3 separate regions of the Mus musculus genome follow, and regions 1 and 2 are each linked to region 3. Evidence: chromatin contacts called from public Hi-C and HiChIP or PLAC-seq data. All regions are on one chromosome and are shown on one strand. The core of a region is the stretch at or near the end of the contact, and the rest is flanking DNA. Distances in the headings are between cores, read along the strand shown. Region 1 has its middle 3.8 kb from the start of Gm51424. Region 2 has its middle 38 kb from the start of Pabpc6. Region 3 has its middle 41 kb from the start of Gm34972.

The links. Hi-C and Micro-C count contacts between places; a contact is called where the count stands out from the background. HiChIP or PLAC-seq counts read pairs in DNA pulled down with a chosen protein or histone mark.
Region 1: a contact with region 3 is called in a Hi-C map of neural progenitor cells, with 6 times the contacts expected there. The contact joins two enhancer-like sites. A contact is called at or near these places in 1 of 484 Hi-C or Micro-C datasets (neural progenitor cells) and 1 of 9 other capture datasets (embryonic stem cells).
Region 2: a contact with region 3 is called in an H3K27ac HiChIP or PLAC-seq map of stem cell-derived neural progenitor cells, with 2.3 times the contacts expected there. The contact joins two enhancer-like sites.

What each region holds. Positions count from the first base shown.
Region 1 is chr17:9,578,796-9,581,495 of GRCm38.p6, reverse strand. No RefSeq gene overlaps it. Among named protein-coding and RNA genes, the nearest start is that of Gm51424, 3.8 kb to the right of the region's middle. Within about 2 kb of position 1,280, at least 54 of the 459 cell types and tissues checked have an H3K27ac peak or open chromatin away from gene starts, as enhancers often do. A contact at or near this core is called in neural progenitor cells, where this site is marked.
Region 2 is chr17:9,629,971-9,632,670 of GRCm38.p6, reverse strand. No RefSeq gene overlaps it. Among named protein-coding and RNA genes, the nearest start is that of Pabpc6, 38 kb to the left of the region's middle. Within about 2 kb of position 1,415, at least 27 of the 459 cell types and tissues checked have an H3K27ac peak or open chromatin away from gene starts, as enhancers often do. A contact at or near this core is called in stem cell-derived neural progenitor cells, where this site is marked.
Region 3 is chr17:10,186,401-10,189,100 of GRCm38.p6, reverse strand. No RefSeq gene overlaps it. Among named protein-coding and RNA genes, the nearest start is that of Gm34972, 41 kb to the right of the region's middle. Within about 2 kb of position 1,295, at least 28 of the 459 cell types and tissues checked have an H3K27ac peak or open chromatin away from gene starts, as enhancers often do. A contact at or near this core is called in neural progenitor cells and stem cell-derived neural progenitor cells, where this site is marked.

The DNA.
Region 1 (2,700 bases), core at 31-2,530, 610 kb after region 3:
TGTGCCCAAGGCTCTTGTCTCTACTTGTTAGAGGTACAAAAGTCCTTGTGCCCACAGATCACTAGGGGAACTAGGAATGTTAAACACACAGGACCTTTTCTCAACGGAGGTGATAAAATACCTGTTTTCCTTTCCAAACAGCTGAGAGTGATTTTGCTGATGACCCAGTGACCTTTATGCTACCTGTAGAGGCAGACCTCACCCAAATTTCCCAAAATGATTGTCTTAGACTCTTCCATCCCCAGACCATTACCTATCCCTTCAGCGAGATGACTTATGCATGTTTTTGCCTGGTGACCTCTATGCTGTCTCAGTAGAGACCTCAATAGATACTAGCTCTTTTAGCTATAGAACTCACCTTCATAATCATACGTTCTTTGTAAAGCAGTTGCTATCTAGTCATACCTTAAGTTTTATTGTACAGAGCACAGAGTTCCCAATGAAGGAGCTAGAGAAAGTACCCAAAGGAGCTGAAGGGGTTTGCAGCCCTATAGGAGGAACTACAATATGAACTAACCAGGTACCTCCAGAGCTCCCCCGGGACTAAAACACCAATCAAAGAAAACACATGGTGGAACTCATAGCTCTAGCTGCATATGTAGCAGAGGATGGCCTAGTAGGTCATCAGTGGGAAGAGAGGCCCTTGGTCCTGTGAAGGTTCTATGCCCCTGTGTAGGGTAATGCCAGGGCCAGGAAGTGGTAGTGGGTGGGTTGGGGAGCAGGGGGAGGGGAGAGAGGATAGGGGATTTTCGGAGGGGAAACAAGGAAAGGGGATAACATTTGAAATGTCAATAAAGAAAATATCTAATTTTTTAAAAAAAAAAAGGGAAAATGTTTTATTGTACCCCTAGGACTGGATGGATTGTTGTCTAATTATACTGTACTTTAAATATGTTGGCAATGACGGCCTGGCCTTAGACTCCACAGAAGACTGATCTAGGTTCAGGAGGCCAATCTGCACTGGCTTTCATTCTTTTTTTCTTTGAGGTTTACCACCTACAGCGACCCACAGGGTCTTTCTCACCTACTGCCTAATCCAGGCTCAGTTCCCTTCCCAGTTGTTCCTCTGAGGACAATGACTTCCCTCAGGCCGACTTGGCTCTTTGCAGATCTGAGCACTGAGCATAAATGACCAGAGCACTGTCAGATCTAAAGATTTGTGAACACGCTTGCCAATTCGGACATTTTCTGCCTAGGCTGGCACACTGGTCTTTCTATGCTCTATCCTGTCAGGAGTCAGCTTCCTTGGGGGTTTTCATGCCAAACCGACAGAATGGGAGCTGTCTGCAGGCATCCATTGAAATGTAAATGGACCTACACCACTGTTTTCCAAATTGAGAGGCACCCATACACAAACGTCCAATGCTAATGGGGGCTCTGAATTAGAAAAAATATTCCCAAGTTAAATGAGTTTGGGAAATGCCACACTGCGTTGGGGGAATTATCATGAGCAGCACACTAAATAGTCTGTGAGAGTCTTTACTGAAGAGTTTCATTGTGTTGCATAGCCAGGACTTGCAAATTTATTTGGTCCCAGGCAAGACCTCTTTGCAGATTAGAACTCATTAACATTTTGCTGGACACTTGGATTCTGTTTATCTGGAGTTGAGAGGCCCAGAGACTTAGCTTTCTCATGGGGTCTCTTCCTAATCTTATGCCTCAGTAGGCAATGGAAGACATGGCTTCCTGCTATTGTTTAATTATTTTCTTGTAATTCGGGGTCATTCAATGATATCAGGGGTGTTTGCTAGTGAGACTCGGGCTGTAAATATATCACCAACCCCACTGCAAGCTTCCTGGAAGCCCTAAGCCCTCAGTGGCTTTTTCCAGACTGAGCCTGTCCTGTCTCACCATTTAGCCTGGGTAGATTCCTTAGATCTTACAACCTTCCCTTCTTAGCCCTCTGGATGGCTCCAGAGCTCCGGGCTTTGACAGGTCTGTCTCAGGGGTCCATGTTTATCTGTCTGGACTGCCATAATTTCATGTCTTCACGGAGCTGGTTTGATTCAGTGAACAGACAAAAGTAAAGTGCCCTTCGGCGATTTCTTTTTCTCTTTGCTAAGGTATTGACAGGGCCCCCCAGGCTGTTCATTTCCCTTATCAATATGAGTTCCATGTTAATTCTTCCATTTAATGTTGAATTAAATGAAACCCTGGGAGATCTGATTATGGCTCAAGAATGCCCAGAATGTAGTCAGTAATAGAATTCATCTAATGACCAATATTTAATCTTGTGTCAAGAACTTTGTGACAGGTGAATCAAAACAGAGGACAGTGTTTCTATCCATCTCTGAGCCTATAACAGATGTAAGGGTGTGTGTGTGTGTGTGTGAGTGTGTGTGTGTGTTGGAAAGATTAATTCAGAAGGTTGGCATGTTTGAGGCATTGTACTTTTTGAAACATCATTATACTGAAAGAGCTAAAGAACAGCAGTATGGATTGCTCTAGCAATCTATGCATATGCAAGGATAAACACACACACAGACAGATAGATACACACACACAGACACACACACAGAGATCCACGACATACATGCACACAAGCATACACATACATACACATGAATGCACACACACATGAATGCACACACATACACACACACACACACACACACACACACACATGAAGCTTCATGGCATGGCAGTAAAGGGACACGTTTTCAAAAATATTTTTAAAATGTGTTTTTAATTCTATATATT
Region 2 (2,700 bases), core at 166-2,665, 560 kb after region 3:
TGCGGATTCATAGTCCAGCCTTCCTTCCTTCCTTCCTGTCTGCTGCTTGCTTGCTGAATGCAGATGCAATGGGGGGAGTTGCCCGAGTCCTATTGTCACTTTCTCCTGCAACTGTGGGCTACAGTCCCCCAATCTCTGAACCACAGGCCCAACGAACCATTCCCTTCTTTAAGTTGACTTTGTAAGGTGTTTCGTAACAGCCAAGGAAGAAATTGTTCCAGCTCCCATATGACCTTCCTAAGTTCGAGACAGACCAGGTTAGCATTCTGTCTGTGTACTGACGATGACTGCTCCTGTTTGCTTTGCCTTCCTTGGCAAACAAATGATGAACTGATTTGTTGCTTAGAAGTGACAAATGAACCGGCAGGCTTTTGAAGTGGCAAACTGCCAGGCCCACAGATCTCCATTCAGAAATACAGCAGCAAGATTCAGAGAGACTCAAGCCTCAAATGTAGTAGGCCTTACTGGACTCTAACTGACATTATATGTCATCTATTAAAATACATGGGAGGTAGAGTTGCTCCAGGGAGAACATAGGAGAAGAAGACTCATCCTGAATATTGCTGACTCTGTACATGTAGACTGCACTAGAAAGTGAAACATTAAGTATGGGGACTGAATTATAATATTAATTATTTAAATCCTGGCCCAGGGTTTCCACCCCTCCTTGGTTATTGGATTCCAGGATTAAAAACACACTCACGGCATTTATATTTACAGTAAGCCTTAACCAGCACAGTAACTGGGCAGCTGTCTACCCTCCATTCTGTTGAATCTACTCTCCTATCAGTAACCCTGAATCACTACTTACTACTTACTAGGTTTCATCTGGGCTGCTCTTAACTCCAACAAGTTAGCCCACAGGGCTACATTTTTATGCCTCAGCTAACTCTTGGTAGCTTCTTCTTGCTGCTGCTGCTTCTTCTTCTTTTCTTCTTCTTCTTCTTCTTCTTCTTCTTCTTCTTCTTCTTCTTCTTCTTCTTCTTCTTCTTCTTCTTCTTCTTCCTCTTCCTCTTCCTCCTCCTCCTCCTCTTCCTTCTCCTCCTCCTCCTCCTCCTCTTCCTCTTCCTCCTCCTCCTCTTCCTCCTCCTCCTCTTCCTTCTCCTCCTCCTCCTCTTCCTCTTCCTCTTCCTCCTCCTCCTCCTCTTCCTCCTCCTCCTCCTCCTCCTCCTCCTCCTCCTTTCTCTTCCTCCTCTCCTCCTCCTTCTCCTCCTCCTCTTCCTCCTTCTTCCTGGTTCTCTTCCCCAAGCCCACAAAACCTAAACCTCAACTAAGTCTCTTCTGCCCAGTTATTGGCTATTGGAATCTTTATTTACCAATCACAATTAACAGGGGACAGGGTCACTTAGCTAGTGTCTATGTGCAGACTCTCTTGTTTCTGGGGCAACCAGCTTTTGAGGCCCAAATTAGCATTAGAATGCAAGCAGCTTACAAGGCCAGCTTACAACACTGAATTCTTACAAAGACCATGGAGTCTGGGTGATTAGTTGTATGGGTGGTAGCCCTGATACTCAGAAAATTTATGATCCCTTCCATTTCTATAAAAAATAACTTTAAAATTTTTATTTCACAACCGGTACTGGCACATGCCTTTAATCCCAGCACTTGGGAGGCAGAAGCAGGTGGATTTCTGAGTTTGAGGCCAGCCTGGTCTACAAAGTGTGTTCCAGGACAGCCAGGGCTATATAGAGAAACCCTGTCTCAAAAACAAACAACCAACCAAACAAACAAACACACAAAAAATATTTCTTCTATGAATCTGGTCTGAATGTTTTATCTGCATGTATGTGTACTGTGTGTGTGCAGTGCCTTTGATGGCTAGAAGAGGCAATTTGGTCCCCTGGAACTAGATTTACAGGCATTTGTAAGCAGCAGTGTTAGTGCTGAGAAGAAAACACAGGTACTAGGCAAGGACAGCCAGTACTCCCAAACACTGAACCCTCTCTCCAGGCCTCATTGAAAAAGAACCTTATGATGTTGTTACCCTTGGATGATTAAAATTGAGACCCTCTCTCTTCCCCTCCCCCTCCCCCTCTCCTCTCCCCTCTGCCCCTCCTTGCACAGAAGTCCTGCTTTTTCTTCTGCTGCTCAGCTGTTAGCTATTGGCTGTTCCACTCTTTACTTAACCAACCAAAAGATGATAGAGAACCATGTTTTACAAAATACTGAATCAGAAGACACTTCATAATAATTATAACACCAAAGTCCAAACTGCAGCTGTTAGGGATTGTTTCTAATGCTTTGAATTAATCCGACCCTCAAAATTGGAAATCTGTGTGTCCAAATGCTGAAGGTCCTTGTCCCCAATTGGGTTTTAATTGATCAGTAAAGTGCTAACAGCCAAGGGATGGGCAGGTAAACTGAGGCAGGACCTTTAGATTTGTGCGGGCTAAGAACAGAGAGAGAGGAAGAGAGATTGCCATGACTAGGGAGAAGACCAGACCTAAAGGCCAGCTGACATGTGAGAACCAGGGAAAGTGGCCACATGGTCTTGTAATCGCTCTTACGTTCCTCACCGGAAAGCGCTTTTCTCTGAAGCTTATGGCTAATGCATCGCCTTCTTTCTTTTCCTAGCCCATTAGCCACCTCTGCTTAAGGAAGAAGTCAGTGTGCACTCCCTAAAGAGCCACAAGTCTCAGCTATTCCTTCTAAAGGCAAAATAATTGTTTTACCATGTAACCTTTGCACTTGCCATTGTCT
Region 3 (2,700 bases), core at 46-2,545:
AAAGAGAGCCTCTGTTTCCCTTCTGATGAACAATCATACAAAGAATGAGAAATTAGAGTTCTCCTGTCTGCTGTCTTTTATCCTCTGAAGGGCCACAGCGCATGAGATCCTTCAGAGGTTCAAGGAAACCTATGCCAGCTGGTTGTCACTGATCACAGTTCCCTTCCCTCCTTGCCTTCAGTCCCAGCCCAGAATGTATCCCAGATAAAGATGCTCATGGTTTAGGCTGGGAGGAGTCTGGATAGGTGGGCACACGAGCATGGATCTCCAGTGGCCTTTGCCTTTGAGGCTTCTGGGCCATATTCTAGCAGCTCTCTATCTGCCAGCATTTCAGCAGGAGCCAGAAAACTTCTGCTGTTTTCTCTGGGCCTCACTGGCAGTTTGTTCTTGCAGGGGCTTGGCCCAAACTGAGGGCTGGCAGCCTGGGCTCCCAGCACTCCCTGCAGAGCTACTTAGAGAAAACACATTAATGACACATCGAGCCAGAGTCTGAAGAGGGACCTGCCTCTGAGAATTGATGCATAAATGCCAGGCTAGGCAGGCAGGAGGCACCTGCCACCAGGCACTTGCCTGTATTTCCTTAGTGGAGTGTGGCTGTGAGACCAGGTAAACGCTGAGGGAACTAATTGAGTAAAGTTAGAGAAACAGGCATCATCTCAGAGTTTGCAGCCAGAGCTGGATCTGGCAGAAGTCACTAACACATAGGTTTGAAGAAAACGAACGGTAAGGACTCCCACAGTTATTTAGAAGACAGAACATGCAATTCATTTATTTTTAAAGTTACTGTACATGTATGGGTGTTTGCCTGCTTGTATGTATGCCTGAGTGCCACATGTGTGCTGTGCTCACATGAGGCCAGAAGAGGACATTGGATGCTTTGGAAGTGGAGTTACAAATTGCTGTGAGCCACCACACCCACACGGGTTGCCTGGGATTGAACCAGGGGCCTATGGAAGATCAGTTAATTCTTTTAATTGCTGAGCTGTTTGTCTAGCCTCAAACATGAGGTTCTAGACCGTCTGTGTGATTGGTCCAAGACTGCCTCCAATCAAAATATTCTCGGTTAAGCTTTAAAATGCATTTTTGGTAGACCACGGAATAAGGAATCATAGGGGTTCAGTCTTGGCCTCAAGCCTCTTGTTTGCCCAGATCAGGGTCATTTTACACTGGCATGAGCTAACATGAGTACAGCAATGTCTTTGTGGGTTGAACTTGTAGGCAGAGATGTGGCTCCTGTTCCTAGGTCCCAGTGACAATGGCCTACTGTAGGAGGCAAAGGAACTCTGCTAACCTCCAGTGATTTTCCACTCTGCCAACTCCAAGTGGCTCTCTGGCTCCTGGTGCTCTGTTCTCTTTGTTCTGGGATAGATACTTTGTATACTTTCCTTTCAAGGTTTTCTTTTTCCTTAAAATGCACACCCCCTTGGGACTGGTTGTAGTTTAGCCCTTAAGCACTCAATTCTTCCTGTGAGTTAGGGCCCCCTCCCTCCCTGCCCAAAAGCCTGAGACACAGGCGAGAGGGGCTGAGGGAGGAGAGACCAGAAATGGGGACCCGGTGGAGTTTGTGCCTTGAACCTGTGTGCAGCAGCCTTCCACACATGCTTGTTGTCACGCTCAGGTTGTAGAATTTTTCTCTCTGGAGCTTCAGTCTTATGTTTTAATGCATTCATATAAACCATGTTTTGTCACAGTTTTCTCATTGTTTGAATATAAAGAGCCAAATAATATTTCTCTCTTCATGCATGATAGTCATTAAGATTATTTAGCTGCATTAGTTAATAGCAGTCTGTCATCCAGAAAACTAGTTTGCATTTCATTTGGTGGTGGTGGGGGCAGGGGAAACGTTAATAATTAAATATAATCAATAGTGGAATTATCATTCCAGCAACTCTCTCGACCTGAGAAAGATGTTGTCAATTTGCACTTAGTGCTAATGCCATTTATTCCATTAACGGCCTTTATTTTAACAAGCTTAATCATCTTTATAGGTCTCTCTTCCTCTCCATCCCTTTCCCTTTTTTATTGCTCTGCTCATATAAATGCTTCCACAGTTGAGTGACACTGAAGCAGAGACTGAGTGATCACAGCCTTGGGTATGCCTGCCGGGAGGGCGGTCTCCTACTCATCCATACTTGTGTCCAGCCACACACTTTGCAGAAAGCATATTTGGTTAAAAGCATATAGATCATACTGTCTCTGTGCCCCACCTCCAAAGAACTGTCTCATTTGCAGCCAACTTGTCACCGGTCCTGTCTACTCGTTTGGCTCTTTCTGAAGTCTAGAATGGATGAGTGTTAGATTGAAGGTGCTCAAGAGACTTACTTGGGCCAGCTCCTCCCTGTGACATGGCACTGTGAAACACCACAGCATTATGAAGATTGTGTATATCCCCTACACACACACACACACACACACACACACACACACACACACACACGCACACACACCCCGATTGTCTTTACACTCCTGCTTGTTGGTTCCTACAGCCTCCATTCAAACTATCCTGAAGGCCCAACTCTATCCCATGGGCTCCTCTCCACCTCTGAACATGTGGTCATTATCAGCACTGATGAGGCTAGAGATGCCAAAAAGAAGCTGGGCTCCAAACAATCACTTCCCAAGATGCTTTGCCATGTACCTCCTCTGGATGAAAGGAAGGCCGAACTCTCTGGATCTGTCTCTCTAATATTAGCCTGCTTC